Linked DNA regions of Mus musculus: region 1 is linked to region 2. Evidence: chromatin contacts called from public Micro-C data. All regions are on one chromosome and are shown on one strand. The core of a region is the stretch at or near the end of the contact, and the rest is flanking DNA. Distances in the headings are between cores, read along the strand shown.

The links. A called contact is a pair of places that touch in the nucleus more often than the background predicts.
Region 1: a contact with region 2 is called in a Micro-C map of the G1E-ER4 cell line, with 3 times the contacts expected there. The contact joins two enhancer-like sites. A contact is called at or near these places in 1 of 39 promoter capture datasets (hematopoietic stem and progenitor cells), 1 of 15 datasets of contacts at CTCF or cohesin (large pre-B cells), 2 of 484 Hi-C or Micro-C datasets (the G1E-ER4 cell line and bone marrow-derived macrophages), 5 of 115 datasets of contacts at active chromatin or transcription factors (CD4 T cells, bone marrow-derived macrophages, double positive thymocytes and 2 more) and 3 of 9 other capture datasets (adipose tissue, liver and pancreatic islet).

The regions. Positions count from the first base shown.
Region 1 is chr7:125,669,612-125,674,438 of GRCm38.p6, reverse strand. It overlaps Gtf3c1 (general transcription factor III C 1), which reads left to right. Exons shown (of 37, transcript NM_207239.1): 11 at 246-382; 12 at 1,601-1,754; 13 at 3,861-3,964; 14 at 4,672-4,827. Among named protein-coding and RNA genes, the nearest start is that of Gtf3c1, 36 kb to the left of the region's middle. Within about 2 kb of position 3,313, at least 8 of the 459 cell types and tissues checked have an H3K27ac peak or open chromatin away from gene starts, as enhancers often do. A contact at or near this core is called in the G1E-ER4 cell line, where this site is marked.
Region 2 is chr7:125,470,435-125,475,394 of GRCm38.p6, reverse strand. Nsmce1 (NSE1 homolog, SMC5-SMC6 complex component) reads left to right here. Exons shown (of 8, transcript NM_026330.4): 3 at 3,166-3,287; 4 at 3,443-3,520; 5 at 4,136-4,282. Among named protein-coding and RNA genes, the nearest start is that of Nsmce1, 19 kb to the left of the region's middle. Within about 2 kb of position 3,289, at least 173 of the 459 cell types and tissues checked have an H3K27ac peak or open chromatin away from gene starts, as enhancers often do. A contact at or near this core is called in the G1E-ER4 cell line, where this site is marked.

The sequences.
Region 1 (4,827 bases), core at 2,064-4,563, 200 kb before region 2:
CCCAAGTCCCACTCTGAAACCAGCTGATCCTACAGTCACCCACGATCAGCTGACAGGTACCTCCAATGTTTGTGAACCCTGAAATGAGAGGGTAGTGGGATCTTGTGTAGGGAGCTGGCCTGGCCTGGAACGTTCTCCTTGAATAACAGAACCTGACTTCCTTGAAAAGGAGTGTGCCCCTCGGGTATAGTGTCTGTCTGGTCCTATCCTTTCTGACTCCTGCCTTTGTGTTTCTGTTAATGTAGGAGGGTGGTGGCTCCCAGAAAGGCGGACGGCATGGCTCAAGCCAGGACAAGCCTCACAAAACATACCGACTGCTAAAGCGCAGAAATCTCATCATAGAAGCTGTCACCAACCTCCGCCTGATTGAGAGCCTGTTCACGTAAGTGTACTGTTGTCTCTGTGACTGCCCTTCTCCTCCCTAGCAAGGGCTGGGAGGCCTTGAGCTGTGGCCTTGCTATGTGTGTTTTACGGTGTCTAATTGTGGTCAACAGGATGTAGATTTCCTGTCATTAGCAAGGGTAGACCTAGAGAATGAAAATGCTAGGTGTCTAGGAGCCCACACTGGCTTTTCTCCTAACCTGAGTATTCCTTTTGTGTAGCTGTGTCAGGCAGGATCTAATTGGCTCATGGTTTCTTGGGTTCTTGGTGTGGTCTCATGGCCTTGTATACATGGTGGTAGGAATATGTAGCCAAATCGCATCATCACTTTATGGCAGCCAAGAAGCAGAGAGAGGGCAAGGTCTGCAGCAACCTACTTCCTCCTGCATGCAGGCCCCACCTTACAAAGTCTGCAGTATCACCATCTTCTGGGTCCAGGTCTTAAGCCCATGAGTTGTAGGTGACATAGCACATTTAGACCATAACACTGGGGAATTGTTACAAGAGAAGGGGGACCAAGAAACCTGTGTGCAGTCACGTTGCAAGAGGCACAGACAGGACTGTGTTAAAGACAGAGGAGCTGAGTTTCAGGTCTGGTCTTTGTAACTCTTGGAGCCACCACTCTGTTGGTGCAGCACCTCCAGAGCTCTGAGACCAGAGTAAGAACCATTGGCAGAGGGGCCACCCTACAGTCACCAGCGCTGATCCTGTGCCCTGTCTCTGGCTAGCTGGGGTGCAAGGAACACCTCAGATACATCGTCACCCTGGTCTTTCCTGTGCCATGTGAAGCTTGTCTGGGTGTCCTGGTGTCCATATTGGCCCTGCTTTTCTTTATTAGTGATCTAGAAATGTCACAAGAATCAGAAAGATTGAGAGAGATCAGTAGGATAGAAAGAGGTTCAGACCAAGGAGCAAGTGGTAAATTAGAGTTTTTCTACCTGAATGTTAAAGAAGAGTGCAGAAAACAGGTTTCCATCCTTGCACTCTGTGCCCCTCCCCCCATTCCTTTTCCCTGTAAAGTCATGTGATCTCTGTTGCTGTGGAGCTGCTGTGAGTAATGGCCTTTCTTTAGCTAATTTGTTTAGTCTAGAATGATGTAGTATTTCATATTCCAAAAAGGCCACCTTCATAGGATATGAAAAACTCCTACAGTGTTTCCCTGGTTCCTGATAGACCTCTGTGCCCTGCATGTGAGAGAATGACCTTCTCTGCTATCCAGGATTCAGAAGATGATCATGGACCAGGAGAAGCAAGAGGGTGTCTCCACCAAATGCTGTAAGAAGTCCATTATCCGCTTGGTGCGGAACCTGTCTGAGGAGGGTCTCTTGCGATTGTATCGGACTACAGTCATTCAGGATGGCATCAAGAAGAAGGTAACCTCTTTGGCTTCCCCTTAGCCCACAGAACTAGCTCCATGCTTATGGGAAACATTCTGGCCTGGTGTTTCTTTTCATTGTTGTATACTGATTGATCTTTCTTGTTAGTGATTGGGACATCCAGTTCTGCCTCTTAATGTAGAGAGTAGGAGCCCTGCTGGTAGACTTCCTGTGGAAGCTGGTAGCATTAGAGCAGTGAGTTGGCTTAGGCTGGAACAAGAAGGAAGCAGACCTGTTGCAGTTACACAGGACAGTGTTAGGATCTAGAAGGGTCGTGGCCAGTCTGGGATGTGTCTGTTTCTTCCATCTCCACGTATCTGTTTCTGTAGCACTGTGATGGGAGCTGTTCCCATAGTAACTGTAGCTCAGCAGCTTTGCACACACTTTACAGCATCAATTTTTCAGGGTCAGAGTAATTGGGATGGTGCACTGGACATTCAGGCTGAAAGCAGTGGGACTGCCTTCACAGCCCCGTAATTTCTGACTGGATTTTCTCTCAGCTCTGAAGGAGCCCTGCTTTGATACTTAGTTTCACTCCTAAGTGGACAAGGTCATCTCTGCATTCATAAATCTTTTTTATTTTTTTGAGATACAGCAATACTAAAAAGTGACCTAAGAAATAGAGTTAGCTGTTGCATGTAGACAGGACTCGTGGGCTTTTATATCTGCTGCAAGTCACCTCCAAATAAAGCCATCAGGTCTCCTTGACCTAGCTCCTTCATCCACAGCTGTCTCCTTGACCTAGCTCCTTCATCCACAGCTGTCTCCTTGACCTAGCTCCTTCATCCACAGCTGTCTCCTTGACCTAGCTCCTTCATCCACAGCTGTCTCCTTGACCTAGCTCCTTCATCCACAGCTGTCTCCTTGACCTAGCTCCTTCATCCACAGCTGTCTGCCATGAATCCACTTGAGTGGCAGTCAGTCATATGCCAGCCTTCCTCACTGAAGGACACATTGAAGCCCAGCGGCAGGGGCACCTGTGACGTCAGCAGGTTTTACAGAAGCTGCTCTGTCAGGCTTCCTCGGTATCACTGTCGAGGGCAACAAATCCTCCCCCAGTTTGGGCCTAGGGAGACGATCTGGCCTCAAGATTGGCTTATCTAGTGCCAGCCTAAAAGGCTAGCTAGTGAAGATCAGAGCCTGAGGGAGGGGATGAGGGTGTCAGGTCAACAAACAGGGCCACGTAACCACAGGAATGAAAGTTGGTGGAAATGGAGCCTCCAGCTGCAGGGCCGCACATGGGAAAACTGTCGTATGCTTCTAAATTGGGTTTGAAGTTCACTGCTGAGGCTTGTTCTCTAATAGGACTTGCTTGGCCCAGGCTGTTGGTGACTGGCGGAAGCCCATGCTCCTATAGCCCCCTAACCCTTAGGCTATTGAGGAATTCACTGCTGGCCTAGGACAAGGGGCCAACAGGAGCTGCCATCTCTAAGTACTTTTCAGTTCACGGAGAAGTTGCCTAACTGGATCTCATTTGGGTCTCACAAAGAAGTCAGCAGTATGGGTGGATGCATTGCAGAGGTGGGCGTGGGGTTTTCTTTTTATCAGTGGTAAGCAGAGTCCAGGGGTGCTGCTGCCTGTCCCAGTCCCCACAGCTGCTGCCCTTCACACTGCAGTGACAGCAACACAGAAAGCTGCTCCTGCGGCACCCAGTCCATTCTGTCTGTCAGTGCGGAAGTTAGTGTCCTGACTCCTGCACATCTGCTACTCACTGCCCAGATTTTATCCCCTTATCTCAAGGAACAGCAAGCACTCGTAACCATTCTGCCTGGATCCCTAGGGAGAGGCTTTTACGCCACACTCACCTCTCCAGATTCTTGTGCAGTTAGGGAACTCAGAGGAGCATGTGTGGGGGGCCGCCTCGGCTATCAGAAGAGCTGGTGAGCTGTGACAGCCTGGTCAGGGAAACTGCAGGGCCAGCGGTTGTTGTCCAAGACATGGTGACATGATCCCTAAGAGGTTCAGATGCCTGCAGCTGAAACAGCGAACTGTCTACCATGTGTTCTGCCTCACTCTGAGTTGTGGGTGTGTTGGAAATATCTTCTGTGGAACCTCAGGTCAAACCTGCCCTGCCCTCTGGGACACTCCAACCTCTTCCCATAGGTAGATCTGGTCGTGCACCCATCTATGGACCAGAATGATCCTCTTGTGAGAAGTGCTATTGAGCAGGTTCGCTTCCGGATCTCCAACTCAAGCACAGCAAACAGGCAAGTGGAAGAACTCCCAGTTAAACTGCCCAGGCCTGCAGCCTCCCAAAGGCTTTACGTACACTTCATGAGATCCTGGGTTTGCTGGCTGGATGCTATGGCCCGTACTTACCTAGTCTACATGGGGATCCAGTTCTGAACTTCTAGTATTCTTGTTCTAATTTACCTTTCTTTTGATGGTGATGGAGAAGCGACCAGGGCTTTGCATAAACTAGGCCAACACTTTCCCACTGAGCCATACTACCTGCCCTGATGCCTGTCCATGTGGTAAATGTAACCAATCGGAGCACTCCCCATTAATGCTTCTGTGTAGGAAACTCAGTCTCGTTGTGGCATAAGTAAGTCACTTGCTTTCTTGAAGTCTCGATCATCTTACCCTAAGTGACTGAACGCACACTGGTGAAAAGCAGTTTTTAGGTGGCTGGGCTCCTGGTGGGCAGAGGAACTGCAGTGGTTGATCACATTAGTTTTTTTATTGCTGGTTACTGGCATCTGTGAAGCATCAGGAGACAGAGCACACTGGGTTCCTTTTCCTTCCTGTGGATAGCAGCCTCTGAAGGTCCCACATGAGCCCTTCGTGTTTTAGAGGCCATTCACGTGTGTCATCTGCCTGGTCCCATGACCAGTTGAGTCTGAAACCCCAGGCCTGGCAGATAGGCCTTGTCTTTGCTTCTAACGTGTTTCTGCACCTTATGTTTGGACTGCAGAGTTAAAGTTCCACCGGCCCCAGCGCCCCAAGAAGAAGCAGAAGAGGAAAACCAAGAACCAGAAGTCCCAAGTCGATCAGCAAACTCTGACCCAAACACATCCTCGAAGCCAGAAAGCACTCGGGTGAAAAAGACTGACGAGAAAATGGGCATAAC
Region 2 (4,960 bases), core at 2,040-4,539:
TGGCACAGTTCGGGGCATGTGTAGCTCTGCAGGTTTGCAAACTGTCGCTTTTTGGCCAAGACCTCCTGGAGCAATAAAGGCAGAACAATGACCTTGATGCTGAGTGGTAGCACAAGAGAGACCCCAGAGCTGGCCAGCTTAGCATGGAGTGGGCTGGGAAGCTTCTGGAAGGACATGGGGCTGCTTGGCACCTGGAGCCAGGCTTGGGATTCCTGGGTGGGTGTCCAGACATGGCAATTGGTGACCACCATGAGGTTACTGCTTGAGAACTCTGGAGGGCAGTACTGGAAACTCTGGCTGGCTTGTCAGGGCCAAGCCTGGCCAGGAGGCTGTGAAGATTAGAGGGCACCACGGAGAGCTGTGCAGGCCATCTGGAGTGACTAAGAGAGGCTTTGAGGTCAAAAGTTACGTTGGCTCTCAGGGATGAAAGGGAAGACGAGCTCACAGAGAAGCGGGTCTTTGCTGCTGGCCCTGTTGCTACCAAATAGCAAAGCAAATCGGAGATAGTGAAGGTGTGGGGACCTGTTGAGCACGAGGTCATTGGTGGAGGCAGCCACATGAATGTGGCCTTCCTGGGGGATTGTGTGAAAAGAGGGTTGCTCGCATCCCACCCCCAGAGGACTCGGAAAGTACAGTATAAAAGAGAGTGCCTTTGATCTGCCCACAGAGAGCAGTTTTCTGAATGATACTTTGAGGTACCTCTTTGGTGGAAAATATGAATTGTCCCTTTCAGAGGGAGGTGAGACTGGTTTGAACCTGTTCACAAAGGATCTTGTCATTTACCCAGTGAGAGGTAGTGATACTGAAGAAATTCAAAGTATTAAAACTAGTGTTATAAATGACTCAATAATAGATTTGCTTTGGAGAACTCAAGTCACACAAGTGGAATTTAGCTAAAGGAACACTGCCTCCAAAATATTCCAGAGATAAGTGGTCTGCTAAACAGGCCCGCTGCAATAGGGGCAGTTGAGAATCCTAGGATGTAAATGTTTGCTTCGCAGGAGTGACCAGCCTTTAGGTTCCAGTCCCATAACAAAGGAGACATTACTGACTTAGAACCAGCCTTTAGGCCCATTCCCAAAGACATACCTCTAACGGCAGCTCAAAGAGGGCAGTGCAGGATCACAACCATCAGTAGTCCTGCCTGCCAGGTGGGCAAGTGGACCTAGGTAACAACTATTCGAAAAGACCAGCACTGATGTACATAAGAGAGAGTTTTGGCAGTGTCTTTGCTGTGTAAGTCTCCCATCTGCCCAAGAGGACAGACTTGTAGTCTCTACCTGTCTCTCTATAAATTGTTCTAAGTATGACTTGGGGCTGGGACCTAAAAGTGATTTTATTAAAGAGGTCAGCTATGTAAAGTGCACAAGCCTGGGGTATAGAAGTTCATCTGTTCAGGGCCAGTTCCTCCTTGGGCATTAGCCAGCGCCGGACACATCCTCCTTCCTTCCTGAGTGTGTAAAGTGATTCCTCCCTGGGAAGCCATGTTGTTTCTATTACAGTGGCTCTTGAGCACCTGAGTCCCTTGTCAGAATTAGTATCAGTCTTTCAAAGTTGGTACCTGGGACGAGAAGGGGTCCTCACCGTGTGTCAGCCATCTTACATGCCCAGCAGAGTGTGTCATGGGAAAGGCCCCTTTGCATCGGCTCTGGTGTCAGGGGGCCGCAGTGGGAGGTGCGAATGTCAGCTCTGAGTCCTGGCTTCCTCCTCCCGCATCATTGTTTTCCACTTAATAGCTGATACTGATTTTTCATTTAACTTGGATTTATTAAACAAAGGGACAAAGAGCCACTGCAGCACATGTATGTTGCTATTACTGTGAACCCATGAGTCTGGGTCTTTGTTTGCCCTTAATGTTGCATGTCTTCCCCTGCTACCAATATTACCTTTTGTCTTTTAAGCTGGCTTTATTTTTGTTACACAGTGTTAGAAATGCCCACTTTCTGTAGGAAGTGAGACTGACCCTTTAGATGAGTCTTCTTTCTAGTGCAAGCCTTAGTAAGCTTAGTAACATAAATGGTGGCATGGTGTCTGTTTCTGTTTTTGTTTTTCCTGCAGTTTTTTTCTCAGTGGTTCTGTTTTTTGTTTTTTTTTCTTTATTTAAAATTTTTTTTTGCTTGTTTTTTTTTTGTTTTGTTTTGTTTTTTTTCATGACAGGGTTTCTCTGTGTCGCCCTGGCTGTCCCTAAACTCAGTCTGCAGACCAGGCTGCCTGTTAAACTCTGAGGCCTACCTGTGCCTCCCGAGTGCTGGCGTTAAAAGGCGTGAGCTACCACTGCTGGGCTTCCCAAAGTAACTCTAAAGTATAAATCCTTTGACATTATTTTAATAAGTGAAAACAGGTATACTCTGGTCTTGAAAGTATCACACTGCAGATCGGTAATTCTAGTGTATGAAGCTGGCCGTATGCCTTCACTGTGTTAGAGCAGGTTCTGTAGCCGACAGAGGGGCTGACTCTCCAAGCTGGGATGTGTAACACATGCCCTCTCCCTTTGCATCCTTTCCTGGTCTTTCTCACCAGCTGTTAGTATCTGTTCACCCAAGCCCCCTGCTTCTGGACCTTTTCCCCTCCTCAGACTCATGGCTCTCAAAAAGGTCCCTGTTGGTGGCCTCCTGATGGCTGGTGGCCTCCTGATGGTGGCATAGCAGGAGCTTCCGCTAGAGCCAGGCTCCCACAGTTCACACCGTCTCTGCCTGTGCTCAGAGCTGCCAGGGCCCGAGAAGGGCCAGTGGGAGGACACTTGGGCAATAGCTGCTTGGATTATGCTTAGAACAGGGCCTCTTCTGCTGTGAGTGCCTCACTTACCCTGTTGTGGCTCAGGCCTGGGCTGGCCCAAGGCCTTCAGATGTGTCCTGGCTAGCTTTCTAGGAGGAGGGAGCTGTGGAGGGCCACTGGTGCAGCATGAAGCCTTGGGGAAGAGGAAGGAAGGCTACTGTCTCAGTGGTCTGAGATAACAATCTTGTCCGCCTTTCTGCCTCACTACACCATCTGTCTCAGCTTATCTTTGAGCACTCCGGGAAGAAAGAAACCACAATATTGGCATTGGCCCAAGAAAGCCAAAACATTTCTGTTGGGGCTGCTAGTGTGGTCAGGGGCCAGAGATTGAAACAGGCTGTGTGTGCTTTTTCGACGAATCCACTCCCATCCCTGCCTGCTTATTTCCAGGAAATGCGACTGTAGATAAGCTGGAGGACTTCATCAACAACATCAACAGTGTCCTGGAGTCTCTGTATATTGAGATAAAGAAAGGAGTCACGGAAGATGATGGGAGACCCATTTATGCACTGGTATGCGAGGCAGCGCCCTCTAGTGGCATTTTGAGAAACTGGCTCAGAGGGCTCTGCAGTGGCTCGTGCGGGACCCATGCTTCTGAGAGAGGGGTGAGAAAGTGATCAGCTTTGTGGTGGACACGTGGCCTGATCCTTATGTGGTTTATTTTTAGGTGAATCTTGCTACAACTTCAGTTTCCAAAATGGCTACGGATTTTGCAGAGAACGAGCTGGATCTGTTTAGAAAGGCTGTGAGTACAGTACTCATTGCTACCATATGCAGCGTTTCTAACGGGAGGAAATAGAAACGGCAATTGTGGAGGCCACTGTCATGCTTCCCAGCTTCCTGGGTCTCACAGGGAGTGACAGGCCTTAAGCTACCTGTCAAACAGAGCACCTGAGAACTCGTGGGAGTGCATGGGTCCCAGTCCCTGGCCCAGAATGCTCCAAACCCAGCCCTGCACTTTAATGAGGCGCTCACTGGACGGTTTGTCCAAGCTTTGTAGCAGTGTGCTCAGCCCATGTGCCACACACCTGGCTAAGACGTTCTGAGTCCTGGGAGCACATAGCAGCTCTGGGGAAGGTGGGAAAGGAGCGCCCCTCTCCAGTTTCAGCTTGACTGGGCCCATCGAGGCAGGTAGACTTTCTAGTTTAACCATTTTGTGGTGCTCCTAGGCTGTCTACAGTGTGTGGAGAATAAAGCTAGGACAAGGGCCACAACCTGTGTGCACATTGGATACCTAGCACCTGTCGTAGGGATGTGCCTGGTGTGGGTCCATGCAGCTTCTCCTACCAGGGCTGGCTGGAGGCTTAGGTGTCGAGTTTGTTATTCAAATAGATGAATAAGGCACCTCTTTCTCTTGCAGCTGGAACTGATCGTTGACTCAGAAACTGGCTTTGCTTCTTCTACAAACATTTTGAACCTAGTTGATCAACTCAAAGGGAAAAAGATGAGGAAGAAGGAGGCCGAGCAGGTGCTGCAGAAGTTTGTGCAGAGCAAGTGGTTGATTGAGGTACCCTGGGGCCTCCCCGTTCACTCAGGAGTGCACAGTCTGTGTGCTAGCAGTTGAGCCCGGCCTGTCTGTGGGCCCTTCTCTATTGTAAGCTTTCCATGACCTCTGAGAGGAGAGCCTGTGTTCCCTGACTTTCACATGGTCTGTCTTAAGTGCTGCAGCCACAAGTGGAAGAGGCTGGAATCAATGGAAGGCTTATCAGATGCCTTTCAGAATGAAGTTGCTGGCTGTCCCTTCTGTAGACAGCTTGGAGCTGCTGCAAGCGTTTTCTTTTTTGTTGTTTGTTTGTTTTGTTTTGTTTTTTTTTCAAGGCAGGGTTTCTCTGTGTAGCCCTGGCTGTTCTGGAACTTACTCTGTAGACCGGGCTGGCCTCGAACTAAGAATTCTGCCTGCCTCTGCCTCCCAAAGAATGCTGGGATTAAAGGTGTGTGCCACCACTGCTCAGCTTTTTTTTTTTTTTTTTTTGGCTGCAAGGGTTTAATGGGAGTCCTGAAAAAAATCTGTGAGCTGTTGTGGAGGGGAGCATGGAGGCCCTCCACCTTGCCACCCATCAGCCCCTCAATCTTCTCAGTCCTGTCACTGGGTATCCCTTGAGTTCTCGTTCACCATGTATCTGGTGAAGGAAGGCACAGGCTCAGGCAGTAGGGGTCGCGGTTGGGAGAGCACCTCTGGGCTCCT